Regions from separate parts of the Sus scrofa genome. Here all the other regions are linked to region 3. Evidence: chromatin contacts called from public HiChIP or PLAC-seq data. All regions are on one chromosome and are shown on one strand. Each heading gives the region's core, a stretch centred on a gene start, on an enhancer-like site or on the middle of the called end of the contact. The rest is flanking DNA. Distances are from core to core; before and after follow the strand shown. Region 1 overlaps NFIA (nuclear factor 1 A-type). Region 2 overlaps LOC106507659 (a long non-coding RNA gene). Region 3 overlaps NFIA (nuclear factor 1 A-type).

Evidence for each region. HiChIP or PLAC-seq counts read pairs in DNA pulled down with a chosen protein or histone mark.
Region 1: an H3K27ac HiChIP or PLAC-seq map of skeletal muscle shows a contact between it and region 3. The contact joins two enhancer-like sites. A contact is called at or near these places in 1 of 47 Hi-C or Micro-C datasets (epiblast stem cells) and 2 of 2 datasets of contacts at active chromatin or transcription factors (alveolar macrophages and skeletal muscle).
Region 2: an H3K27ac HiChIP or PLAC-seq map of skeletal muscle shows a contact between it and region 3. The contact joins two enhancer-like sites. A contact is called at or near these places in 3 of 47 Hi-C or Micro-C datasets (liver and skeletal muscle) and 1 of 2 datasets of contacts at active chromatin or transcription factors (skeletal muscle).

Annotation. Positions count from the first base shown.
Region 1 is chr6:150,841,587-150,844,841 of Sscrofa11.1, forward strand. All of the region lies in intron 10 of NFIA (nuclear factor 1 A-type), which reads right to left. Among named protein-coding and RNA genes, the nearest start is that of TM2D1, 230 kb to the left of the region's middle. Within about 2 kb of position 1,930, at least 20 of the 83 cell types and tissues checked have an H3K27ac peak or open chromatin away from gene starts, as enhancers often do. A contact at or near this core is called in skeletal muscle, where this site is marked.
Region 2 is chr6:151,249,964-151,253,248 of Sscrofa11.1, forward strand. It overlaps LOC106507659 (a long non-coding RNA gene), which reads left to right. Exons shown (of 2, transcript XR_002345466.1): 2 at 711-1,443. Among named protein-coding and RNA genes, the nearest start is that of NFIA, 22 kb to the left of the region's middle. Within about 2 kb of position 1,983, at least 41 of the 83 cell types and tissues checked have an H3K27ac peak or open chromatin away from gene starts, as enhancers often do. A contact at or near this core is called in skeletal muscle, where this site is marked.
Region 3 is chr6:151,057,850-151,061,219 of Sscrofa11.1, forward strand. All of the region lies in intron 2 of NFIA (nuclear factor 1 A-type), which reads right to left. Among named protein-coding and RNA genes, the nearest start is that of NFIA, 170 kb to the right of the region's middle. Within about 2 kb of position 1,637, at least 24 of the 83 cell types and tissues checked have an H3K27ac peak or open chromatin away from gene starts, as enhancers often do. A contact at or near this core is called in skeletal muscle, where this site is marked.

The DNA.
Region 1 (3,255 bases), core at 680-3,179, 220 kb before region 3:
AAAAAAAAAAAGGAGAGGGTCCTGGGTGGGGGTGGGGAGGGTGGAACAGACTGTGACGCAGCAGAATCTGTTTTTCAAGTTAAAAAGTTAAACAAAAGGCCTCAAGGGCAAAGTTGAACACTGCGGAAGGAGGTTGTTAATGTGGAATCCAGAACTGGGTGTGACACTTTGCTTTCTTCTCCGGGCAAGGTGGGTTATTTAAGGACATCCACGCACAGAAAACAGAAACATGCAAACACAGGGAGGCCTCTGCCCCGACTCTCCCACTCCTTCCTACCCAAGTCAGCCCCCAAAGAGGATGCTGCCAACCAGTACTGCAGGAGTTGGGGTCAGTGTTTCGACGTCTCTCTTGAGGAGATGCTATCTCTGCTGGGTCACGCTAATCCAGTTACTCATATTTGGCTTCCTGCTCTTATTTGGATGAGCTCAAGCCCACTGTCGAGCCGTCCTTGGCAAATCAGCGAGAAACCTGCTCGTCCTCCCCACCCTCTTCCAAGACAGTGGAAAGGGACAGGGCCTCTGGGCACACTCCTGGTTTCCCACGTTAGGCGACACCGCTTTGGAGTACTTCATTTTTTCAGCAAAATATTAGCATCCTACCGTATGCTTTGTATGCTAGGCTCTGGGGACAGAACAAGTACAAAAAATATGGCACCTGCACTTAAGGAGCTGTCCTACGGAAAGCAGATGCTGGATTGTAGACTTCTCTGTCTTTCAAGGTACCAACTACCCCTGCTTTTCTCCCAGTAGGATCTTTAAAAATATATGCCAGCTGGTGAGGCTGCGTATCCAGTGTCTGAGGGACCCAGAACCGAGTCTCACTTTTTCCACACCAGTGGTGTGATTTCCAGGAAGCAGGTCTCTGTCCTTGGGCCCCCAGAGGGCTACTGTGAGGGCCGTTCTGAAGTTTCTTTTCTTTTCTTTTTAGGGCCACACCCATGGCATATGGAAGTTTCCAGGGGAGGGGTCGAAACAGAGCTGCAGTTGCTGGCCTACGCCACAGCCACAGCAATGCGGGATCCTTAACCTACTGAGCGAGGCCAGGGATCGAACCCGAGAGTCCTCATGTATACTAATTGGGTTCGTTACCACTCAGCCACGACGGGAACTCCATTCTGCAGTGTCTGACGCCGCTTTCTTCTGACAAAGGTGACACGGCGTCCCCAGGTGTCAGTTATGGTATTGCCAGCCATGGGGATTTGATCTCTGCAGTCACTTTTCTTGCCTGATTTTGTTAATTAAAGAAAGCCTGTTTTCAATAACGCTAAACCAAGACTTGTTTATTGTACAGGAAGCTATTAAAATGTTAATGGGCCATGATTGGCCCCTGCTTACCTTTTCGGCCTTATCTCTTCACTGCTTGTACCCAACACTTGGGCTGTCTTCAACGTCTTCCAGGTGCCCCCAAGTCAAATGCTTTCTCCCTGCTGGGCCTTGGCATAGCTGTGCCCCTCTCCTTGGCTTTGCTAACACTTGTTAGTCCTTGCGTTCTCAGACTAAGTCCCTTCTTCCAAGGGGTTTTTCTCTAGGCCTTTAGTCCTGGGTTTACCTCTGTCACGGTTACTGAACTGTAATTACCTGCTTTTCCCCTCAAGAAAATGGACTATCTTCTTCTATGTGGCAAGAAGGCACCAGGCCAGTGTCTTGCCTGGTGGCTGGATAAATACTGTTGAATAAAGGATGCAAGAAAGAAACGAGGCATCTCCAAGGTTCCCGAAGCCTGAGGTCAGTTACCCAACAAGGCCTGTAGATGGGTGGCTTCTAGCGTGGCTGTGCCACATCCATGCTCTCACCTCATGTCCACGTTTCCCCAAGTGGCAGGTGCTCTCCCCAGGGAGACACAGGGCTCCACAGGCGACCCCGGGCCGTTCTGACTGAAGAGCTCTTGTGACGGGGCCAACGGCAGCCGACTGCGTCCGCAGCATGTGCAATAGTTTTGTGACGTGGACTGCTGCCTACTTACTACGAGCACAGAGGAGTCGTCCAAACCACCACTCCCTGGAGAGTGACCGTGCTGCTCCCGGCCAAGACCTCTCTTTGGTTCAAACCTCAAGACGGGAAAACACTAATCTTTTTACCCAATAAGCCATGCAGCACCTCCAAACCTGGAGAGTACACACACAATCCAATTATTCCGACTCCTGTTCCAAAGTCAGACTCTCTCATGGCATTCCAGCTTGCCCTGGTGTCTGCCTCACCATTCAGTACAGTTCTTTTTTGGATCTCCCTTTACATTTGTATCAAGTAATCTTTTACCTCGTGAAACCAAAGACTTCTGAATTAAAAACTGCACTCTGGCCCACTCACCTTGGCTCTGCAGACTTCCTGGAGGGCTGTGTGCATTGCGTGCGCTAAGAGCTTGGGCTCTGGAGTCAAGAGTTAACAGAATCCCATCACTTAACTAGTACACTGTTATGTGCTAGTTAATTGAGCTTAGGTTAAGTTAGCACCTCTGGGTCTGAGTTTTAGACTCTGTGCAATTGGAGGTAACTTGATCAGCTTTTGTGAGAACTGACTGAGCTAATGCCTGCAGAGGGACAAGGATAGAAAACCCAAAACCGGGGTAAATAGTTCTCCAAACATACAGTGTATACAGGCGTTTTTTAAAGGTCCACAGGAGACCTACGGAGGACCAGTTCCCTTGGAAAGGCATCGCTCACCAAGGAGACTTTCTCTTATTTAATGATATAATTTCTTAGTTAAAAGTAGCAGCTGTGTCAGTTCCATTTCCCCAGTTGCAAGAGAAAGTTCTTGAGAAAATAAAAATCTGTCTTTAATTGCGGTATTAAAATCAGAGCAGCGAAACCAACCGCACAAAAGGAACTGGCTCAAGTTTATGAAAGGCATTTGGGCCCTTGCCTTGCAAGGCTGAACTGCACGCCTTGGAAGTTGGGGGTGAGGCGGGGAGAGGGGAACCAGGGGTTGGGGGGGGGGCGGGGGAGAGAGTAGTCAGGCAACCAAGTGGGACAGCAACAATCCTATTTTGGTTTTTGTTAGCGAATGGCATACTACATAGATCAGAGACTTCTTATAAAATACAAACCCCCACTGTACACAAAGCACAGGAAAATGTGAGGAAAAAAGGGAAAAACGAAAAGCAGCTTAGGGTGTGTTAACGCTGCTATTCTGTCAGCTTAAAGAGTATTTTATGCTTGATCAACAGCTCTTTTTTATTGTGCTTTTCTTTCATTCATTCAAGACATCAAAGCCGGGCACCACCAGTGTACCTGCCCTTCTGGAGCCGCTTGCGAGGGG
Region 2 (3,285 bases), core at 733-3,232, 190 kb after region 3:
TCTCTTGGCTTTGCTAAGATCAGATGGACAGTTTCAACATGCCAGTTCTTGTCTGCTAAAACGCCAGGGCAAGGTACTCAGGCCACTGCGGACAGACGGATCATCTGTTTCTCTGACTCTAGCGCTGGGCAGGCTGAGCACATCTACCAATTTTAAGGAAGAGAAATCGGCTCAGGCCAGAAAGAGCAGGAGAACCCCTTTTTCCATTAGGGCAACTTCATTAAGCAAGAGCTAGATCTTCACAAAAGGGGACACATTTTGCTTAAGCCTGTTCTTTCTTGGGAAGCATGGAGAGACCAGGCCCACCAATATCCTCGGTAAAAACTACCAGAAATGTGCAGTGCTCTAGGATGTCGGCTTGGGAGTCATTGAAGGCCAGACTGTTACAGTTAATCTCGCCTCTTTTAGTTTCCATTGCTCTCTTTCTCCTTTGGTCTCTTTCCTTCTTGGTGTTCCCTACCTCCTGTAGTTATGAGTTAATAAAAACATGTCCCTATTTTTAAAAAGATCCATAAAGTTGATGCTAAATTTGAGAGTTAATGTTGCAACTAAACTCTCCTGGAGCCACATCTTTTCTGTCTGTAATGCCAGCAACCATTTGTCCTTAAAAACTTACTATAATGATTCTTTCAAGGCCTTTGAGAAAATGTAATAAACAACTAATTGGAAAAAAAAGTAAAACCCAACTCTCACTTATTTTACTTTCTCAGATCAAGGAAACGGACTTCAAGCAAAATAATCAACTTTATGTAGTTTATTTTTAAACTCCTCTATTTTCAGTAGCTCATTTTCTTCCTTAACTAAGTCACACCGCTTTGTTCGAGTTCACATCTACCTCTCCCACGTGTCCCCACTAACCGACTCAGTGATTCGCACCCAGCGAGACCGAAGGAGTGGAAACCGTCCTGAAAGGAGCCCTGCCGGCATTTGGTCCCAGGGTAAAGCGCTCCATTTCAGAAGTTCTGAGAAAAGTGTCTTCTTCCGAAACTACCAGTGGAGCAAATCATTTACCTAATTCATTCAAGAGCCTCCATAGGAAGGACTTTGGAGCCTGATGATCCTCATAATTCGGTACTAATGAAAACCCCTTTGGCCCTTCGCTTTCGGCCCCGCGAGAGACGGCATCCGCTCCCAGGACGAGAAGAGCGGGCCTGGCTCGCGGCGGCCCCTCCCCATCTAACCCCAGATGGCACAACCCGAGAGCACAGCGACGACGGCGGCGACTCCAGACGCCGCCCGTGCCACCGTCCTATCCGCCACTGTGCCACTCTCGCCCCCTCTCCTCCAGCGCGGGCCCCTCCCGCTTTCCCTTCCTTCTCACCCTCCCCAGGGCTTTTTATGGGGGTAAGAGGTAAATTGGGAATATTTCCTCTGTCGCGAAACATTCTCCTTCCTCAGCCATCTCCCACTCGGGCGGATTGGAATTAAAATCCGGTAATTCAACTTTGCTGCGAAAACTCGGGTTCCTGGGGAGGGGCCGGAGGGAAGGAAGACCCCGCGGTGAATGCGCAGCCCTAGGAGGCTCCCATCCCGCCTCGCTGCCGCCCGGCGGGGAGGATGAAAGCCGAAGGCCGGGGAGGGGCTGCGCGCTCCCCCGAGGGGGCTAGGGTTTGGGGCGGAGGAGGCCGAGGCTAGGTGGCGAGTGCGGGGCCGGGGCTTCAGGGCTCGCGGGTACCCGGACCCTCTTCCCAGGCTGCGCGCTCCCGGCCCTGCAGGTGCACCCCCTCCGCCCCCTTGCAAGCCCCTCCAAGAAAACCGCCTTCCGGCCCAAGTTCGGTCCTTGGAGGCTTTGAACGTGGCCTTTCAGAAGTTTTTAAAGCTGCTCCGCCCCGCGCAGCATTCAAGGGTCACACTCCCCTCCATCCCTCCACCCGCGCTACAGCTGCAGCACCAGGGGGTGCAGGGAAGGAGTGGGGCGGGGTGTGGGGGGAGGCCGTCGGCAGGCCGAGGCTCAGGGGTCCAAGCACCGCCCAGAAGCGCCAAGCTCGGCCTAGAGCGCTTGGAGATCCGCTCCCGAGCCCAACCTCTGAGGAAGCACAGGCAGACAGCTCCTGCACCGCGCCAGCCACGGGGGGGTGGGGGTGGGGGTGGGGGAGAGGGGAGGGGAGGGGCAGTGGGGAGAGGAAGAGAGACCGGGCGGGGGAAGGGCACAACCACATTACCAGGGTTCCTGTGCTGAGCTGCAGCCAAGGGACTATTTAAACTGGCCTTGAGGGGAGGCAGCTGGTGACCCGCGTCCTCGCCCTCCAAGTTCCCCGCGAATCAGGGCGCCACCTACAGGCAAGTTTCGGATAGCAGGAGGGAGAAAGGGAGACAGCCCGTCAAGGAAAGCCACCCAGGGGAGCAGGACCCTGTTTTCTCCAGGGCCATCTCCCGCTCCTGAGTCTGAGTTCTGAGCTCCAGAGTTATGGATCTACTGGCAGCAGCAAGAGTTCTGAGGGCACTGAGAATGAGCTTTTAGGGAATGAGGAATTGAGGTAGTAAATACAGGAGTTGGAGGATTCATGGACCAAAGTCCCTCTTCTAGGCTGGTCTTAGAAAATGCAGCTTGTTTCGCTGAGAAGAGTGGCTGTGTGGCCGTGGACAAGTTGCTTGATCTTTCCAATCCTTGGTTTCTTCATCCCTTAAAAGAGGTATAGTGGTGCCTGCCTGACAGGGTCTTTTCTAGAATTAAACGAGATAATGTAGATGAGAAACTGCAGGTGCCTTCTAGAGGGAGATTTCATCGATTTCTAATATGGAAAAACTGTCTTTTAACCTAGGAAATCTAACTTATAAGACTTTGTCTAGCTTCTTTCTGTTTGTTGAAGATTAGGGCCTTTGAAGAGGATAGAGAGAGTCAAAGAGGTGTGAGTGTCTGATTAGGATAGAAGGACCAGTTAGTGGAAGTTTTGACAACTGCTCTCTAGCTAACCCCCTTCTTATAGACATATAATAACATATTATATTTATGCATCACTTAGTATTGCTATTTACTATTACCTCATTTAATTTTATCACTTATATGGCATATGTTTTTCCCATATTGAAGATGTGAAAACAAAGACGTGGGGATACAAGCCATAGCTGGTACCTTTTTTTTTTTTTCTTTAAAGAAAATTTCCAACTTAGCAGCTCTAGATCTGTATTTCAGAATCTACCTTTGACATCAATTTATTAAGCACCTACTATGTGCTTGGTTATATATATTAGGAATTTCACATGTGATTCTCAGGTCTCATGTGATTCTCATATCATGTCTGTGAAGCAGGACTTCAAGATCTCCCTTCACAGAAGAGGAGAGCT
Region 3 (3,370 bases), core at 387-2,886:
AAAGGAACTTGCAAGAATCTTATCTACAACCACTGCTGAACAAACAGCAAAAGAACATCGGTAATAAAAAGAACTGAAAAGTCATGTTTCTTGACTACCTCTCACACCAGAGTCTACACCAAGTGTACACTGCACAACCTAAGAGCTCCATGACTGAACGAATCCTAAAACTGCAGGTTGCCAAAAGCGCAAACTATATAAACTATATCACTACAATATTACTACTAGCCGATTCCACCAGCTGACATAAAGCAAAACACCACCTTCACGACATGCAGCTTTTCTGAGTACCTACTTAAACATTAAATAAGTGCTCCAGCAATTAAAAATTATCTTTAGGAATTCAGGTTTTAATTAGAATATAAAACCTAGCCCATAGCTGATATTAAACAGAAGACCTATTTAAGGAATTCTCTGAGTAAACTGACTGCCTGGAGAAGTTAATTCAGCAAGTGTCAACAGAGAAAAATTTTAACGAGTTGTAGAAATATATTCACTATTAGATCATTTTTCAAAATACCACAAACTTCGCTGTTCTTCAGCTTAGTTTATCATTAATTATTTATATCTAATAACCAAAACATATGGTAAAAACTTCACAGGGTCTCATTAAAATCCTTTTCTCCAGGTTTTATTTTTTAAGTTCAAACTATTTTTCCTTATTATGATTTCCTCAGCTTCGCTATCTACCTTGGAACCCAAGCACATTATGGAGCCAGCACAATGAACTAACATGCCAGCAGAAGTAGTATGCTCCACCTATCCAAGAATTTTAAAAGCATCCAAGTACACACACACTGTCTCCTGTGTAGCCTGGAGATCCCTATTGAGCTCATGCCAAGTGTCTGAGAAGTTGGACCCTGCATCCGGTATTTACACTAAGCTAAAATTCTAATCAGCACTAACAGCAGTATGTTTTAATTCACCCTTATGATTTTATTTCAATCTGCTAAGTAGCACAACTGCCAGAAAGCAATTGCTATAAACTTAAGTAAACAAATGCAAAACTAAAATAAATCTTAAACCTGTTGTATATAAAGTTTGTGCCACTTTAGGCAGGCAGTACAAAAAGGCACAGCCCGAAGCCTTGGTGAAGGCTCTTGGATCTCAGCGAGAAAGCGCTTTCAAAGTACTGCCTCGCCTGGCCTCCCCCCACGCCACTCCCCACCCCCACCCCTTCCCCGAGAACTGCTCGGTGCACACGCGATCCGGTGGAGAAAACGGCCGAGTTATTTGACGGCGCTGTTTTCACCTCACGTATTCCCCTGAACAGCCTTCTGCCAAGCGTGTGAAACAAGGAGCACACGGTGACTACTTGAATCTCTGGATGACACCACAGCCACTCGTGCCAAGGCGCTGGTGCCAAGTCTCGCATCTTCGGGGTCCTCCCCCCCCTTCCTTTTCGGGTGGGGGTTGTGTGGTGGGGGTGGGGTGGGGGGTGGCACGGGGGGAACCCGGCCGGCAAACCCCGCGAGGTTGGTCACCATTTTGAACCTGCTCAGTGAGCGCAGACCTTGGCAGCCATCTTACAGCTTGGCAACCATTTTGAAAATGTGTCTGGCAGGCTCTCAGGACTCGCTGACACCGTTGAAATAGAAGGCTAGTTAAAAATAGTCCACGTCCAACACCACCGAGTGATACCAGGTAGAAGAGCCCTCGGCAAGTCCTGCCAGGCAAACACTTCATAACGTCTTCCCCGAGGTAAAGGACATCCCAGTTTGCTCAACGTAAATGCATCACCCCTGAAGCAGCGGAGCAATCCGACGCCTTAACCCTTTAACAGACCAGTTCTGGGAAAATCCCTCCTGGAGGGACACCAGCAAGGAGGAGAGTGGAAGGGATGAAGAAGGAAAGAGATGGCCAAAACACTGCTGCAACTGACATCAGAACACACACACACACACACCTATCCACGACATAAAATCCGAGGGAGAAGGGCTGCCGCCCCACAACACAGGACGAGGCTAGAAAATGACCCCAAAATGCTAGGCTGTGTCCTGATTCATGTTCTATGAGCTCATGGAAACTACCTTGAGGAGCTTTAAGGAAATTACCTAAAAAACAGGAACAAATGTTATCTTAAGAACTACTCTAGGAGTTCCCTTGTGGCACAGTGGATAGGATTGCGCATTGTCACTGCTGTGGCTTGGATTCGATCCCTGACCTGGGAACTGCCACATGCTGTGAGCACCGCCGAAAAAAGAACTACTCCAACGAAAACAAAAAGGAAAAACTGGTACATAACATCATCTTTCCAAAACTAAGAGTTATAAATGTTTTCTGACAATGCTGTTACAGCTTTCTCCATAAGCTTCAATGTTTCGAACTCGACCAAAAATAAGACCTGTCCTTAAAAACATTTCTTGATGGCTATAAATCTGAAATAAAAACGATAATGTTGCTTTGGTGTGACTCTGGCACCCTTACCAGATTTATATAATTTTATAGAAGGTTGAATTAACTAAATGACACAGAATGATAATTTTACCACTATATGGAAAAGAAAAAATAACATTCTATCTCAAATATCTTTTCCATACCGAAATAAATAACATATAATGTACAATTTAGTGTCTTCCCTTCAGTGTTATGAATATTTAATATATTATATGGGGGGGGTGTTTCATGGCAAAAAGACCACATTGTTTATGGTTTTATGAAAAAAATCTAAACGAACTTCTTTCCCTGATTCTATTATTGTGGTTAAATCATAAACATGATGATAAAGCCTAAAGAATTCTGAATCTTGCGATGTTAAAAAGCAAAAATGGAGTCAATAAAGAATATTCCCAGCCAAGTATCTGTTATTTAAATTTTAAGATACCTTAGGCCATGATGGGTACCTGGCTTGTATTCTAGTTTTAACTGTGACGTAATTCAATACAGCACCTAAAAAGCTAAATCTATGCACTATTTATACTGTTTATTATATTGCAGGGCTTTTCAAACTTGAAGACTAAATTTTTACATTTCTTTTGAAATTCAATTCAGGAAATATTTTACTTCACATAATATCATAGAGAGTGAAATAATTAATTAAACCATGATCCAAATTGAACTTTGTCTAGGGAAACATTATGCTGAAATGAAACAGCCTAAAGTCTTGATACTATTAGATGTCTCTTTATTGAATGACAGTATCTGCAGTAGATGACGTAAACGGTGCTAGAACAGTTTGGAATGCATTGATAAATTGCTCTATCGATTCCGTTCTGCTTCACTTACCATAATTATAGCCCGGTAATGGAAGACATGAATGATATATTTTTACTAGGGAGGAAAGCCCGGAGTTTGCCTATTTCTTTATGCGATTATACCAAATCTTTTCAATTAATACAGCATGATGGATATCTAACACTGTCTGAGAATA